2 separate regions of the Cyprinus carpio genome follow, and region 2 is linked to region 1. A link is a contact called in public Hi-C data. All regions are on one chromosome and are shown on one strand. The core of a region is the stretch at or near the end of the contact, and the rest is flanking DNA. Distances in the headings are between cores, read along the strand shown. Region 1 holds the start of prmt9 (protein arginine N-methyltransferase 9). Region 2 overlaps arhgap10 (rho GTPase-activating protein 10).

Region 1 (7,941 bases), core at 1,550-4,049:
CCTTGATGAGTATAAAAGACTTCTTTAAAAAACATTACAAGTCTTACTGATCCCAAACTTTTGAACGGCAGTATACGTAACTAAAGTGTGAACTCTGAAGAGGATATGGAGTTATTTGGGATATGGTCTAAAGCTTCAAATGTTTCCACTTACTAGTGATCCCAACGGTGCAGCTCAGATTTTAAAAATGAAATCATGAACAGAGATCTTCAATGCTTAAACTGGCTTCTATTTGTTCTTACAGATTACTGGTCGCTACAGTACTGACATATGGATCAGACATATACACCTCCATTCAAACTCCAAATATTTAATTTCCATTGTAGAAAGAATCCAACAGGTTTGTTTACCTGTTATATCTTCGAAAGGTGGCTACTTTGACAACTCATATTTTTTTATTATTATTTTATTTATATTATTTTATTATATAATTAAACAACAATTCCATGATTTCTTTTTTAATTGTTTATTTTTATGCTTTCATTTCAAAGTACATTAAGATATCACAAAGAATACATTTCTTTAAAAATTGGATTGAAAAAAATAAGCAGACAATTTTGACAAATCACATATCAAAATAATAATGATGATGATGATGATATGAATAATATTAATTATTATTAATAATAATATTAATTATTATTATTAATGCAGCATTACCTTCAGAAAATACAATGGACATAAATATTGCAAAATGCCAAGAGGAAGTCATTTATCTGTCTGTAGTATAAAGTGTGCATTCCAAACTGATTGAACAGACTTACTGAATTGAAAACTAGGTACAATTATCAATACTTTAAGCACTGTACTAAAAAATGTAAAAAAAAAAAAAAAAAAACATTGTGTATAAAAAAATATAAAAAATAAAAAAAAATAGATATTACCTAAATCAATCTAAGGGCCCGCCAATGGTCAGTTCATTAGTTATGTATGTTATTATTTATTATTGCTTTATGTTTCCTATGTTTTAAGCCAAGTAAAACTACTCTGACCAATCCATGATTATTATGTGGGCTGTACCACGAGCCTGCTGTCCTGCACATTAATTTAGCCATATTTAGCATTATCTAGAAGTTATGACACTATTAGTGCATCACACACACACACACACAATACTGAAAAAAGAAAGAGGAACCAAGCACAAAATCTAAAAAATACATTTAGAAAAAAAAAAAAAAAAACAGTATAAAACTCTCCAGAACTCTTAAAACTTTTGGTCCTTCACTTTTATTTGCACAAAAATGTCCTGCTATCAGAACAAACACTCCTATTAAAGATAACTCTACCCAGACACTGCAAATCCCAATAATTCAAACATATCCAAAAAAGGTCTGAACATCCAAGGCGTAATACGCAAGCTTTATTTTTAGCCAATTTGTTCTGCCCTGTCCTAAATGCTAGGAAAAAAGCAGCATATAATAAATGCATTATGGGAAAGGACATGAAATGTTTACAATAAAACTTTACTCGTGGAGGTGAAAGGGTGGGTCACATAACAGAGGTGACAAGCCACAAGTTAAGATGCATAACTGCAAGTGTCTGAACTGAGAAAATTGTGGCCTTCCAAAATAACTTGCATAGGTGCTGCAAAAGTCCCTAATGTGTACACACCAAAAAGCAGACTTGTAGGACACCCGATGATTTGCACACAGATCATGTACAGTAAATCATAACCCCAAAACTGGATGAGGTCAGCAAAAGTTATGCCACGCAAGCTCAATTTCTCTGCGCTCCACTAAATGAAGCATGTTACTCTAGAGACCCGCAAAACTACTCCAGCAAGGTCTCGAGTAAAGGTGTAAATAGGAATGACATAACGTTAGTGACCTTGACGAAATTACAAGACCTGTTTGACTGATATGAGGTGTTGATATTATCTGACACTTGCATAGTTTGGATCACATGTTGACTGAATGGCAAGCTTTATTTTGATTGCAAGCACAATTATTTACACATCGAGTTTAAAAGCAGTGATAAAATGTCATGGAACTTACGTTTTGTGGCATTGATGAGATTCTTTCCATCTTTATACAGCTCTTTGATGAACCTGCCGGTTTTGTCCAGCTCTGCTTCATGAGCTTTGATTTTCTCCCTGAAGGCAGGACTGTCCAGGTAACACTCACTGAACTCCAACGGGTGTAACCCCATTTTTACTAGACTCAGCTGACTTCGTTTACAGTTTAAATCGTTTAAATCCCGTGAGAAAGCGACCTGCGAATGAATAAAAACCGGTCGAATAACGAAATGATATTAAAAAGGGAACGGGAAGCTGCCCTATAAAGCCTTTATAAACGCGTCCTCGAATATTTTGGGAAGACCAAACGCGTCGGGAGTGCTCTCGGGAATAAAACACTTTCCAAGTCGCACAAGTAAACTTGTCCCTGGGTAACGTTATATTAAATATGTTCCAGGTTTAAACTCTCGCAAGATATGATAAAACAGCTCTACGCTACACGGATATCTATTGAAATAAAGGTAATAATGTCCAGTCAGGGTTTTGGTCCGCGAATGACTGACAGTCGACTCGAGCGAGTCTCCTCCCGCGTGCAGGACTCTCACGTCATCACGCCTGACTCGCTGGAAAACCGGGATATTTGAGTGAATAACGGGCCGCGGGCAGTGTTGTTAAGGAAATGTACGTCTTTTCCATCTGAATGGATCATTCGGCATACGTCTCAATTTTTTGTGTCTCGATAAACTCTGTAAATGCGATAATACTAATGGGTTGTCAGTAGTAGTGTGTTTAAATCGGATGTGGAACTCTAAAAGAGCGGATGTTGTTTCCGTCCGCCTGATTCTGCAGAGCGGACCTGCAGTACAGGAGCGGAGCTGCTCTGGCTGAAGTAGCTCATAAATATAGAGATAAAACTGTATATATATATTAAAAAAAATACATCGCAGTTTGTGGTTTAATGACAGCAGTAGGCTGGAGTCTTCAGGGAAATTGGTGAAAATACAGTTCAGCGATCTCAACTAGCAAACCTGAGACAGGTAACTTAAAGAACCATAAATCCAAAAACCAAAGAATACTGAAATTGTTAAATTAAATAATAAATTATGCATATTGAATAACAGCTTTTAATTACTCAGATTTCTTTATTTCTGTTGAGGAAAACTATGTAATGTTCAGATGTTATTATAATATATGAAAATGAATTAACACGTTATTTGTCTTATTACCACATAACGTTTGCTATGTACTGCACGTAATTTTTACCTAACAGCTTTGGTGGATTAAATATGACTTATTAATGCTTTATAATTAGTCATTTTATTCTTGATTAACATTACATGAGTAAATATAGTTGGAAGAAGCAGTTGGCCAAGCACTCCAGCGGCAAATTGAGGAGCTAAGCATGACATGGAGCATCAGACCAAATGCAACAATGAGTACTAAAAGCAATTTTAGGATGATTGTAATTGAAATGGCTGAAAAATCATGAATACAACCACTAGTAATATGATTAAATGGCTTATCACTTTTGACCAACAGGTGGCGCTGTAATCAAATCCTTTTGGTGTGTTCTGTGTGAGGTGAAAATGGCACAAACAAAGTTTGTTGTCATTATGTCAAAGCTTTGAAGAGATATAGTCTTAGAGTCATTTTGGCACCATGCCTAAAGTTTGTAGCAGCGCTGTACAATATGGGTTTTGTTTCGTCTATTGAAATGAATTACATTTTGTCAGCACAGTCTGAAGATGATTTGACTTGATTTTGGTGAAATGGCTGACAGGCAGTTCGGATTTGCTTAATAATAAATCAATGGTTTATTACTCTTGACCAATAGGTTACACCAAATTGGTCTGGCGTGGTCAGTGTGATGTGACAATGGCACCTACAAAGTTTGGTGTAAATATAAGCTTTGCAGATATACAGCCTCAGATGCATTTTGGCATCTTTCCAGCAAATTCGTTAATGTGCTAAACAAAAAAAAAATTGTATATCGATACAAAATCCATAACTTTTTGCCAGCTTGGTCTGAAGATGGTCTGAGTCAAATTTGGTGAAAATTGGAATAACGGTTTAGGAGGAGTTAGAAAAAGTAGGTTTTCAACATTAATCAAAATGGCGGACAGCAAGTTTGGCCAATTTTGGCGTTATTGGTATTGATGTTCTCAGCATGACCCAAAGAATATTTGAATAATTCATTTCAATAGTCCAATTTATTTAAACGTTATTAGCATTTTTGTAAATTTCTTTATAACCTTTGGCCACAAGGTGGTGTTGCGCTCAATCTTTTTAAGTACCATCAGGACATGGTGCCGAAGATGCATACTGCGTTTCGTAACAATACGTCAATAAGTTCATAAAATATAGCATTTTATGTCAAAATTCAAAATGGCCGACACCCAAAATGGCTTACATTGGGTATCATTCGACTCGACATGACCCACCGAATCTAAAGAGACCAGCTTTGTGATTTTTGGTCAAACCATTCAGAAGTTATAAGCAAAAATATGCATTTTTTGTATCTTCTGACCACTAGGTGGCACTGTAGGTAGCCTCAGGTCATGCTTGTTATAACATACTCCAAGTTTGGTCTTAATACGCCAAACCGTTGCAGAGATATAGCCTCACAACCATTTTTGCTTGCTTTTTGTCAAATTTGTTTGCGTGTTAATCGAGAACGGTTGGACGAATCAGCTTGAATTGAATAACTTTTTGCCAGCATGGTCTGACCGATGATCTGACCCAATTTTGGTAAAAATCAGACAAACCGTCTAGGTGTCCATTTGACTCGGCAGGAGCCAGGGAATCAGAGGAAAAAAGAATTTTCCTTCTGTGGCTTAAGTTATTAGCATAATTTTTTTGAAAATTTGGACAAGAGGTGGAACTAGAGAGTTTGAGTTAGAGCCTTCAAATTTGCTATGCTTAATGGTGAGACTGTCCTCTATTGTTTTGTATCAGTTTGATTTATTTAACTTCTTTCAAGCGGTTGTTTGTGTTGGCTTAGATTGGTGAAGAATAGTGAGTAGGATGATGTGGAATCTAACGGATACAATAGGTGCCATCGCACCTTCGGTGCTTGGCCCCTAAATATAGCTACTAGCTCCAAACATCCAGTATACTCAAACTGAAACGTGTTACATTTCACACTAAATCATTTGTATGTTTATATTTGACATTGGTGGAAATATTTTCTATTGGTATTTTTTTCCAGAAGCATTCCTTATCTGTCGTTCAATTTATTCAGTTTAAGCAAGTGATACAGCACATGATCAGTTCTGTCATTCACAGAAAACATGCCTAATGCCACTACAAGACCAAAGAGGACGAGGCGTCATAGACGGGCTCAGAGAGAAGATGCTGTGAGAAATGAGCTGGTGTCAAGATCACTGGAAAGTGCTCAGCAGTGTCTGTTCAGTCAGGACTACGGCACTGCGTTTGTTCACTACCTGTTGGCTCTAAACCTTGCCCCAGCACTAAAAGACTTTGCAAATGTAAGCTTGTTTTTTTTCCTCCAATGCTTCCTTGATGTTGTAGTCTGTCTGCCTGATCAGTCTGTTTACTGTAACAGTGTGTGGTGGTTAAATTATGTATCTAAAGTTGGAAAAGCTTCAGAACCTTATTGCAAAGCCAGTAAATGTGTGTTTTGTGTTTACAGGAATCCTTTAGATTTACTCTGTTTAGATGGGCAGACGAGCTGGACTCTCTTGGACGTATCCAGGACCTCTTTAATTGCTATGAACAAGCTATGGAGTTGTTTCCAATGGATGAGGTTATAGTGAACAGCATGGGAGAGCATCTTTTCAGGTTTGTATTTGTTTATTATTATTGTTGTTGTTAATAATAATACTATTATATTGGTTTAGTATTTGTAAAGTACCAAGATAGATATATAGAATACATTTATACATTTATATTATACATATACCTATATAATAGTATACATTTAATATTATTACAATTGAAAATAAGTTATTCTATTTTAATATATTTTAAAATTAATTAAATTCCTGTGATGTCAATGCTGAATTTACAGCAGGCATTACTCCAGTCTTTACTTTAGTGTCACAGAAATATTGTTCAAGCCATGTTGCTCATTTACAAACATAACCCCTGGTCAATTGTTAGTTTTTTTGTTTTTCTCCCAGAATGGGGTTTCGGGATGAAGCTGCTGGGCATTTTTACAAAGCACTTAAACTCCGACCAGACTTTCCAGAAGCAAAGGAGAACTTTTACCGTGTTGCCAACTGGTTGGTGGAGCGCTGGCACTTCTTAATGCTCAACGACCATGGGCGGAACCACAAGTACCAGCTGGCTATTAAGAAAGCTGTTGAGGAAGGATGCAGCTCTGTTCTGGATATTGGAACTGGCACAGGCATCCTCGGGTGAGGTTTTTCAGAAACCCGTTACATAACATTGTTATTTAACAAATGTCTGTTTCAGCTGATATACAGTTGAGTTTGTTTTAATGCTTTTTGTTTGGCATGTTAGTATGTGTGCAAAGATGGCAGGCGCCGCTGAGGTCTATGCCTGTGAGCTGTCAAAGACAATGTATGAGCTGGCATGTGAGGTGCTCTCAGCCAATGGGATGGCAGATAGCATCAAGATTGTTCACCTGAAGTCTTTAGACATGAAAATTCCAAAAGACATTCCAAACAGGTAAATATTTCTTTATATAGTAACCAAATTCATATTGACAATTTTTTTTTTCCAAGCATAAATCTTATGATATAACCTATTGATACTATTCAAAAGTTTGAGACGCCAGTAAGATGTTTGATTAAAATATACAGTAAAAACAGTGATATTGTGAAACATTATTATAATTTAAAGTTACTGTTTTGTATTTTAATAAATGTTAAGCTATAATTTATACAGTTTTCAGCAGCCATTACTCCAGTCTTCACATTATTGTCTCATGATTCCTCAAAAATCATTCCAATATGCTGATTTGCTGCTCAAGAAACATTTCTTATCATTATGGAATCAATATGGGATCATTATTAATGTTGAAACCAGTTGTGTTTCTTAGCATTTTTGTAGAAGCTGTGCTACATTTTGTTTTTGGGGGGATTCTTTCATCAATAGAAAGAACAACAATAATATATTTTCCCCCCAATTTAATGTGTCCTTTGTCAAATAAAAGTATTAATTTCTTTCTTTTTTTAATCACACTGACCCAAACCTATATATATATATATATATATATATATATATATATATATATATATATATATATATATATATATATATATATATATATATATATATATATATTATTTGTAAAAATATTGCATTCAAAAATGTCTTAAGTTCATTTAAAGTGCAAATGTTTTCATAAATGTGTTGATTATGTTCCATTCTTTAGAGTGTCGCTGGTTGTAACAGAGACGGTAGATGCAGGGCTGTTTGGTGAGGGCATCATTGAGACGCTGATCCATGCGTGGAAGCACCTACTTTTACCTCCACCTGTAAGTCACTTTCTGAATGACTTCAGTATGTGTATGCAGTATTGACTGTTCTGATCAGCAAACTTACGGTGAGGTCACGTGATGCCACAAATTCAACTCTGATTATAGTGTAATCCTTTTATACAAATGCTTTTATCCTGTCTTATCCGATGTTTATCCGGCCGTGTTCAGTGACTAAGAGATTTTTGTCTCTGAAAATGTCAAGCTGTCTTGCACCAACGTTAATAGCATGCTTGGCAAAAGATTACATACTTTGCCGTACTACAACTAGATCCTTTCTTCTAAATCCTTACTTAAAATATTGTAAGCTTTTTCCCATGTAAGTATCAGAGAGTAGCCTCAAGTTCTATACATTGTTGGACAACAGGGACGCCTAGTGGCTGAGATGCATATAAATGTTGGTGAATCAGTTTTAAAGTCATTTTTAGAAAATATGTTAGATGGCTTGAAAGTATACAGTTGTATAAAGCTTTAATATAAAAAGAAAAAATGACTGATTTTCAGTCCATTGTAACTAATGCT
Region 2 (7,941 bases), core at 1,424-3,923, 38 kb before region 1:
GGAATAACTCAAATTTATGCAGCTGACATCCTGATAAACACAGTTTCTTGTAAACAAGAGAAATGGATGCCAACTGTGTAACCTAAATGGTGTTTGTAACATTAGCTAGTTCCTAATATATCATTACTTGGAGATATAATCATCAGATTTTTTATTTATTTTATAAACTGCCAGATTCACTGTTTTGTTTATTATCATCAAGCTAATGCATTAAACAGTGTGCCTTTTCTGGATTGTGTATGTAGGACAGGTGAGAGAGACTATTGTGGAGAGAGAAAGCATAAACAAAACAAAACACTCATCCCTAAACGTATCTGGCTAGTGACATGTGAACATGGCCCATGATAGCTCAAGTGTCTTATGAATTAGCGAATAACTGAGTAGTCCTTGGTGTTCTTCAACATTTCTAGGAATCATGCACAACAGTCTGACTTAAAATAGCACAATGCTAAAACCACTGCCCTTGACTGAAACACACACGTCATATGGTCCACAGTAACATAATGGCCCACCATAAAAATATCAACAGACTCTAGTTCTTTTTATGCTCATTGTATACAACATATAGGCATGACGGGCATGCCATAAAAGGTTATGTTCCCCCTACATCACTGGATTTGTGCAGGATAATACACTGCACTCTTTCACTTTCCCAGGCTTAGAGGGGATTTGGGCTTTATACATATGGTAGAAATAACAACAAACTTTAATTATCGAAAGCAAAAAAAAAGCACTGCACCAAAAGCAAAAGTTCCTACACTAAGCGCAATAAACAGTATTGTAAAAAATACAGCAAGCCATTGACCTTAACGTATCATTTTTTTTCTTTTCTTTTTTCTGAGATACAGAAGGAAATTACCATTTCTGAAAATAGTTTGCATTACACATCCATCTTGTGTGTGGGAAGAATGAAATGTGAAGTACCTCCTGTAATTGTGGCTCTTTCTTCTTTGCTGACATGTTCAAAAGTTTCTCCAGTGAGCTGTAGTACTTCTCTGTTTCCTTCTCGTACCTCTTTCTCTCTGCCTGAAGATAGCATGAGAACATATAAAATGGAGGAACATACTATTTTTAATACATGGAACGAGAAGCAAGTTTGGTTTCAATAAATGTACAGTTTTCCATCTGTTAAATGCAAACAACCTAAATGAGTTGACGGTTAGAGCTATGCTTTCACCTTTGCTGAGCCGAGCTGGTCTTTCCGAAACTTTTCTAAAGGCTTCATCAGCGTCTCTGTGATGTTTCTCATCTGTGAAAAGAAAATTCATTGGATATAGGACATTTGATCATTTAATGTATATTTATCAAACATTACCAGTAACAGGATGCGTTCCTTTAATCAAAACTTGCAGAAACACATTCTGGGTTTTAACTGTAAATGCCAATAAAGGTGTCACCATTTCATCACCTGAGGCAAAACGGTTCATTTAGCCATCTGACATTTTGAATCAAGTATTCCCTAGAAATGAATAGCCCAACACAGAAATGCAGGAAAACATATTTTAATGCTTTTGCACTCAATTCTTGCAAATATTTTGCACTTACTACAAAAAAGTGTCACTTTATTTTGATAGTCCACTTTAGACATTCTACTAACAGTAAGTAACTTTGCAACTACATGTCAACAAGCAGTCATTAGAATATTAGTAGACTGTCTGTTTAACTTTGATGGGCCAACAACATACAACATACTGACTATAAGAATTTTTGTAAGTATATGTCAACTTATTTGATTAACCCTAAACTAAGTCTACTCTGAGGGCCCTATTTTAACAATCTAAGCGCATGGTCTAAAGCACATGGCGCAGGTGCACTCAGGGCGGGTCCGAATCCACTTCTGCTAGTTTAACGACGGGAAAACGGGCACATGGTCTAAGACGGGTTGTCCCTATTCTCTTAATGAGTAATGGGTGTTTTTTGGGCGTAACGTGCAATAAACCAATAAGAGTCTCATCTCCCATTCCCTTTAAGAGCCAGTTGCGCTTGTGCCATGACGGATTTGCTATTTACATGGCGGAATTTGCAAGCACAAAGACTGAATGCGTCTCCACAAAAGGAAACAGAGCTGCTCGTGCATGAGCAAATAGGTAGCCTTATTCTGATACATGGAATGGCTATCCATTATGACATCCATGCATTTTTATATTTATATAGCCTACACCAGTGGTTCCCAATCCTGGTCCTGGAGAACCCCCAACACTGTATTTTTTTGGTGTCTCTCTTATCTGACACACACATTTGAGGTCTTGGAGTCTTCACTAATGAGCTGATGAGTTGAATCAGGTGTATTTGAACAGGGAGACATCTAAAATGTGCAGTGTTGGGGATTCTCCAGGACCAGGATTGGGAACCACTGGCCTACACAATAATAACACAGTATTATAAACACAGTAAAATAAACATTGCAATCCTTTAATTTTTAATATTTAGCATGTTTGTGTGCTGCTGTGCATCCTTGTGTGTGTAATAAGCAGTGTGTACACATGTTGTGGACCCGCCTATATTAATGCGCTCTTTAAATAACAAATAAAAAACATTGTGCCAGACATTAGACCAGGTTTGAGTTGGTTTATGGCACAGTCTATGTTCAGTTCCTCAAAATAGCAAAGCACCAACAATGTGCCTGAACACACCGCGTTTTTTTTAGACCAGCACGCCCCTGAGCACACAAATGGGTGCAAATGCTTTTGCTATTTAAACCATGTGGCACAGGACGGGAAAATTAGAACTGCGTCCGGCTGAAACTAGCAAAACCATGTTGTTGTGAATTTATGATAATTAGTTGACATGTAGTTGCAAAGTTACTTATAGTTAGTAGAATGTCTAAAGTGGACTATAAAAATAAAGTGTAACCACAAAAAGTTTTGTATACCCAGAGAAACTTACAAAATCATTTATTATACACCAGTCTGACTCAAAACAGCCAACTGCTAAAACCACTGCCCTTGACCCAAACACACACAAATCATTTATCAAATATTATTTCCATCACCAGTTTTGTGTTTGCCCACACCAGTTTTCTTGGGTTAACACAAAACATTTGTGAGAAATTGCAAAAGTTGTGTGAGTGAATGCAAAGTTTTTCAGGGAAATGCAAAAATTTTGTGAGCGAATGCAAATGCATTGAAATTCTTGCAGGGGTTTTGTACAATAGTATGAATGCAGCTTTGCACATGTTTTTACTTTTGAAGTAAATGAACAAGCCTCTTGAAGTTCAGGAACATGTTTCCAAATCTACAGCAATAAACAACATTCTTTGAGAATTTGAAAGAAAGTAATACTTTTCTAAAGGCCATATTTTAACAAGAAGGCTTTCACAATGTTTATTATTACATAAAAACATATCTTTATAAATGAGGTAATGAAATAACAAAAGAAAGCCATTGCATGAGTGTTAGTACTCAGAATGAGCACCACTGCTCTATGATTACCCTGTCTTTCTGACCCTGTCAGGGCCTGTAGGCTCCACCTCTTCCACGCATGCCTTCAAATCTGAGCTCAAAACAACTGTCAGCTGTTGCACTTTGAGACATGGGCAGGCCCTTTGGCTCTCTAATGTTACACACTAAATAAATACTAACATGACCTACATGCAACATGAGCCCTTTCTACCTAGATGGCTAACCATGCATTAGACTAAAAAGTCCTCTCAAACATTAAGAATTCTAAAATCATGAGAATATACAGTAATAGGTAAAAATTATTTTTAATGGCTTTTTTAAGGAATCAATTTTTTTTTATTTTTTTTTTACACATTTTACACTGTAAAAGCAATTTGCAAATGAACTACAGATAAAATGGCTATTAGTCTTTGAAATATAAAGGACTTAAATCAGGTGCTATTGGATGTTCAACCAGAGAGTTTGAAATGGGGTGTGCGATATGAGGATTTTTGATCGTGGATGATAAAAATTTCTCCAGGATCTGCTTTTGAAGAAATATTGTAGTATCATGCTACAGCGCACATTCTATCCCTTGCCGTTCTGGCGCCTCCATCTCAATATGCTGTACAACCAAGACTAAGGGACTTTGTGTACAGCGCCACATACATTCACATCAGTGTTAACTTAGCGGTAGAGTTACTCTCACAGGAAACTGCACTTATTCGCAATCACAAAAGTACTTTATTTGCCTTGCCGGTTAAATGTTCAGTTTTTTGTTTGCACTAAAAAGCCTGTCAAACAGCGCCTGATTACTGAACTAAGTTATCTTTGTGCTAATACTGTCAAAACACACAAGGTTTACATATACTGTCATGGCCAAAAGTTTTGGCAGTGACATAAATTTTGTGTTTTGCAAAGTTTGCTACTTCAGTATTCGTAGATTATTTTTCTATGTTTCTATGGTATACTGAAAAAAAAGAAAAGCATATCAGAAGTTTTAAAGGCTTTTATTGGCAAAAAATAAATATAAAATTATATATATAATTGCCACAGATCCAAATTTTCAATGTAATAATCTTTGAGTCACTTCTTTATCACTCCTGCTTTGTGACATGGTGCTCCATCATGCTGGAAAATGCACGGATCATCACCACATTGCTCATGGATCACTAGAAGAAGTCGCTCTAACAGGACGTTTTGACACCATTCTTTATTCATGGAAGTGTTTTTGGGCAGAATTATGAGAGAGCCCACTCCCTTGGTTGAAAAGCAACCCCACACATGAATGGTCTCAGGATGTTTCAACTGTTGGCACAACACAGGACTCATGGTAACGTTCACCTTTTCTTCTCCAAACAATCAATTTTCCAGATGTCCCAAGAAGTAAGAAGGGAGCTTCATCAGAGAAAAACTCTGCACCAGTCTTCTGCTGTCTAATCCTTGTACTTCCTGCTGAATTTCAGTCTGTCCTTGACTTTTTCTTGGAGATGTTCTCACACCAACCTGCTGCCATTCCTGAGTAAGCTCTGCACTGGTGCGGACTTGATTCCGTAGCTGAATCCTCAGGAGGAGGCGGTCCTGCTGGACACTCTGGGACGTCCTGAAGACTTCTTCACTGCAGTCAAACCTCTCTCCTTGAAGTTTTTGATGATCCAGTAAATGGTTCTTTCAGGTGCAATATTCTTTGTAGCAATTTCCTTGCATGTGAGGCCATTTTGATGCAAAGTGATGATGGCTGCACATGTTTCTTTGGAGGTTACCATTGCCAACAAGAACACAATGACTGGAAGAACTTCTTCCCTCCTTTTATAGCAATCAGTCTGCTCTTACAATCTAACTAGTTTGATAGTGATTTTATCTGACTAGTACTCATTCACATTATCATACTGTATGTGCTGCTATGATTAGTCAATTAATGTTAGCTGGTCATATTGTGTCAGCATCAATTTTATTTTATTTATTTATTTATTTTTTTGGTGAAAAGTTCATGTTTGGCCAATTAAGCTTTAAGCATTTATTTAGAATAATCTAGAAACAATGTGAATGAACACCACAACAGCTTAAGCAGCAAACTTTGCAAAACAAGATTTATGTCACTTTTGGCCATGACAGTAGACTGGCTATGTGTAAAATGAAACAGTTGAGAGAAAAATGGATACATGCCTGTAGCCTATATTAGATGCGTGCAGGTCTTAAAGGGACAGTACTAAACATGCAGCCCACTGTCATTAAAAGGATAGTTCACCCTAAATTTAATTTCTGTCATTATTTACTCACTCATATGTTCACTCAAAACCTGTATAAATTTCTTTCTTGTGCTGAACACAAAATAAGATTTTGAAGAATGTGGGTAACCAAACAGTTGCTGGTCCACACTGACTTTAATAGTAGTAAAAAAATACTATGGAAGTCACTGTGGACCGGCAACTGTTCTACGTTCTTTAAAATAGCGTTTGTTCAGCAGAAGAAAGAAACTCATTCAGGTTTAAAAAAACTTTTGAGTGAGTAAATGATGGTATACAAATAAAACACTATGACAGAATTGACAGACAGAAGACAGAATTTGTTATTTTTGGGTGAACAAAGAGAAAAATCACTCATTACTCTTAACTGAAAAACTTTAATACAGTTGCTTTAGGAATCAGTCAATATAGTATAGTGTTTTATTTTTATATTTGTTCATTCAATTTTTTGAATGCTCCAGCTAAATACACCTATTGTACCTGATAATAAAGTGTTTTATTTTTATATTACCTGTAGTATAATAGTTTAATGTGTATCTTTTTTCTTATTTTTTAAAAACAAAGATAAAATATTTTGTGACATGACAAATATTTTTTATCTTCGCCCACTTTAGTCTGCATTTAGATAAATTCGATTAGTTGATTTAGTTACAGAATATCGATTAGGCTGTGCGATTATTTTCTAAGGATGTGAACCGTGGCTGAGCGCGTCTGACCTCCAAAGCCCGGTTCGGTTGACTAATGTGATCGCTCCGTGCCACACTCGGACGCGGTTGTTTGGTAGAGGTGGGCCAAAGCGCGGTTCAGTTTAATTACGGTGCAGTATGCATGCAGTGTGAGTCCCAAACGACTCAAAATAATAAACCACATAGTTAACAAAATGATGCACTCCACTGTGCTGAGCGAGAAACTTCCTGTTTCTCCGTGCCACACTCGGAGCGGTTGTTTGGTAGAGGTGGGCCAAAGCTCGGTTCAGTTTAATTACGGTTAAGTCTGCCGTGTGAGTCCCAAACGACTCAAAATAATAAACCACATAGCAAAATGATGCTCCACCTGAGCGAGAAACTTCCTGTTTCCCACGTATTAAGTCTTGATTACGAGCTAGCTGCATTAAAATGATTTGTTATTTGTTGAAAGAATAAAATGTAATATTCCACTGGTTGATAACCATAAACATTTACCACCCATATATTAAAAAAATAGACTCTGTTATGTTGATTTTTCTGAAGTAAATTACGTTATGTGACTATTCACAAGCTTTTAATTATGGTATAAATGCTTGGAAATAATATGTAACATTTTAATTGCAATAATCTTTGGGCTTTGTTACTTTTTATTATAACACAAAGCCTCAGCCTTCTGTCAATTTTAAGATAAAATACAAACAATAAATGTTTTTTACGCTCTTTAATTTGTAGTGAGATATTCGCCTCCTTTCAAGCGGCATTTGAATCAATTATATTTTCATGTTTAATATTTGCAGCATGAAATAAAAACTTATAAATATTTGAGTGCATGTTGAAAAAAAAAACAGAACAATTGAATACAAACGAGTGTCTCGTGAAATAAATCAATTTGAGTTTAAAAAATTGTCAGTAAGCCTATTGCTGTTTTTCGTGTTAAATATGTTGTGTTTAAAGTGTTGTATACTTTTTTTTTTTTTGGCGGAGTATATACAAGTGTAATATATTGACTTACTTCACGCAATGTAACGTGATATTATTATGATAATTTTGACTTTATTCGTAAAATAATATGACGCTAATCTTATTTTATTTTATTTTTTGAGAAGGATAAACTGATCAAAAATGCTCAACTCACTGTCTTGCACTGGCCGCTTTGTAGGCTATTTAAAAAAACAAACAAACTTGAATTTAACAAACATAAAATGTCATATTTCTGAATTAAATTAATAAAAAATCGAAACGAAATATGACCACTTTGCCATTAAAAACCAAAACTAAACTTTTATAATGGCTGCAACAGCAGGTGTGTAATGAGGACAGTGACACTGGCTCAGGTCGGAATCAGGCAGATGTAATGTGGTTTAAGCTTAATATTCATGGCTGAATTAATCTGTTCTAATCTTAATTAATCTGTAAACTTTTTTTAAAAAATGCTTTTAAAATAGAAATGTCTTAGGCTCCTACAGCCTTGTGAGCAGTTGATAATCGACGAACTATTATGTTATTAAGTGCCGTCATTTGGTTATGTTATATTAATATGTTTCAGCAATCATACAACCATTAATTGGCTTGGGTTAGGATAGACTATTCTTTAATGAATTAAACAGTTTGTTATCATACAGATTGAAA

What was found. Hi-C and Micro-C count contacts between places; a contact is called where the count stands out from the background.
Region 2: a contact with region 1 is called in a Hi-C map of liver, with 7 times the contacts expected there. The contact joins the enhancer-like site here to the promoter of prmt9 in region 1. A contact is called at or near these places in 2 of 8 Hi-C or Micro-C datasets (liver and skeletal muscle).

Annotation. Positions count from the first base shown.
Region 1 is chrB1:9,590,826-9,598,766 of ASM1834038v1, reverse strand. prmt9 (protein arginine N-methyltransferase 9) reads left to right here and starts at 2,799. Exons shown (of 13, transcript XM_042716518.1): 1 at 2,799-2,991; 2 at 5,240-5,442; 3 at 5,607-5,755; 4 at 6,097-6,333; 5 at 6,440-6,607; 6 at 7,317-7,419. The coding sequence starts at 5,245. arhgap10 (rho GTPase-activating protein 10) reads right to left here and starts at 2,722. Exons shown (of 23, transcript XM_042716520.1): 1 at 1,995-2,722. The coding sequence starts at 2,148.
Region 2 is chrB1:9,629,108-9,637,048 of ASM1834038v1, reverse strand. arhgap10 (rho GTPase-activating protein 10) reads right to left here. Exons shown (of 23, transcript XM_042716520.1): 4 at 1,178-1,249; 5 at 925-1,026. Among protein-coding and RNA genes, the nearest start is that of arhgap10, 37 kb to the right of the region's middle. Within about 2 kb of position 2,673, at least 2 of the 8 cell types and tissues checked have an H3K27ac peak or open chromatin away from gene starts, as enhancers often do. A contact at or near this core is called in liver and skeletal muscle, where this site is marked.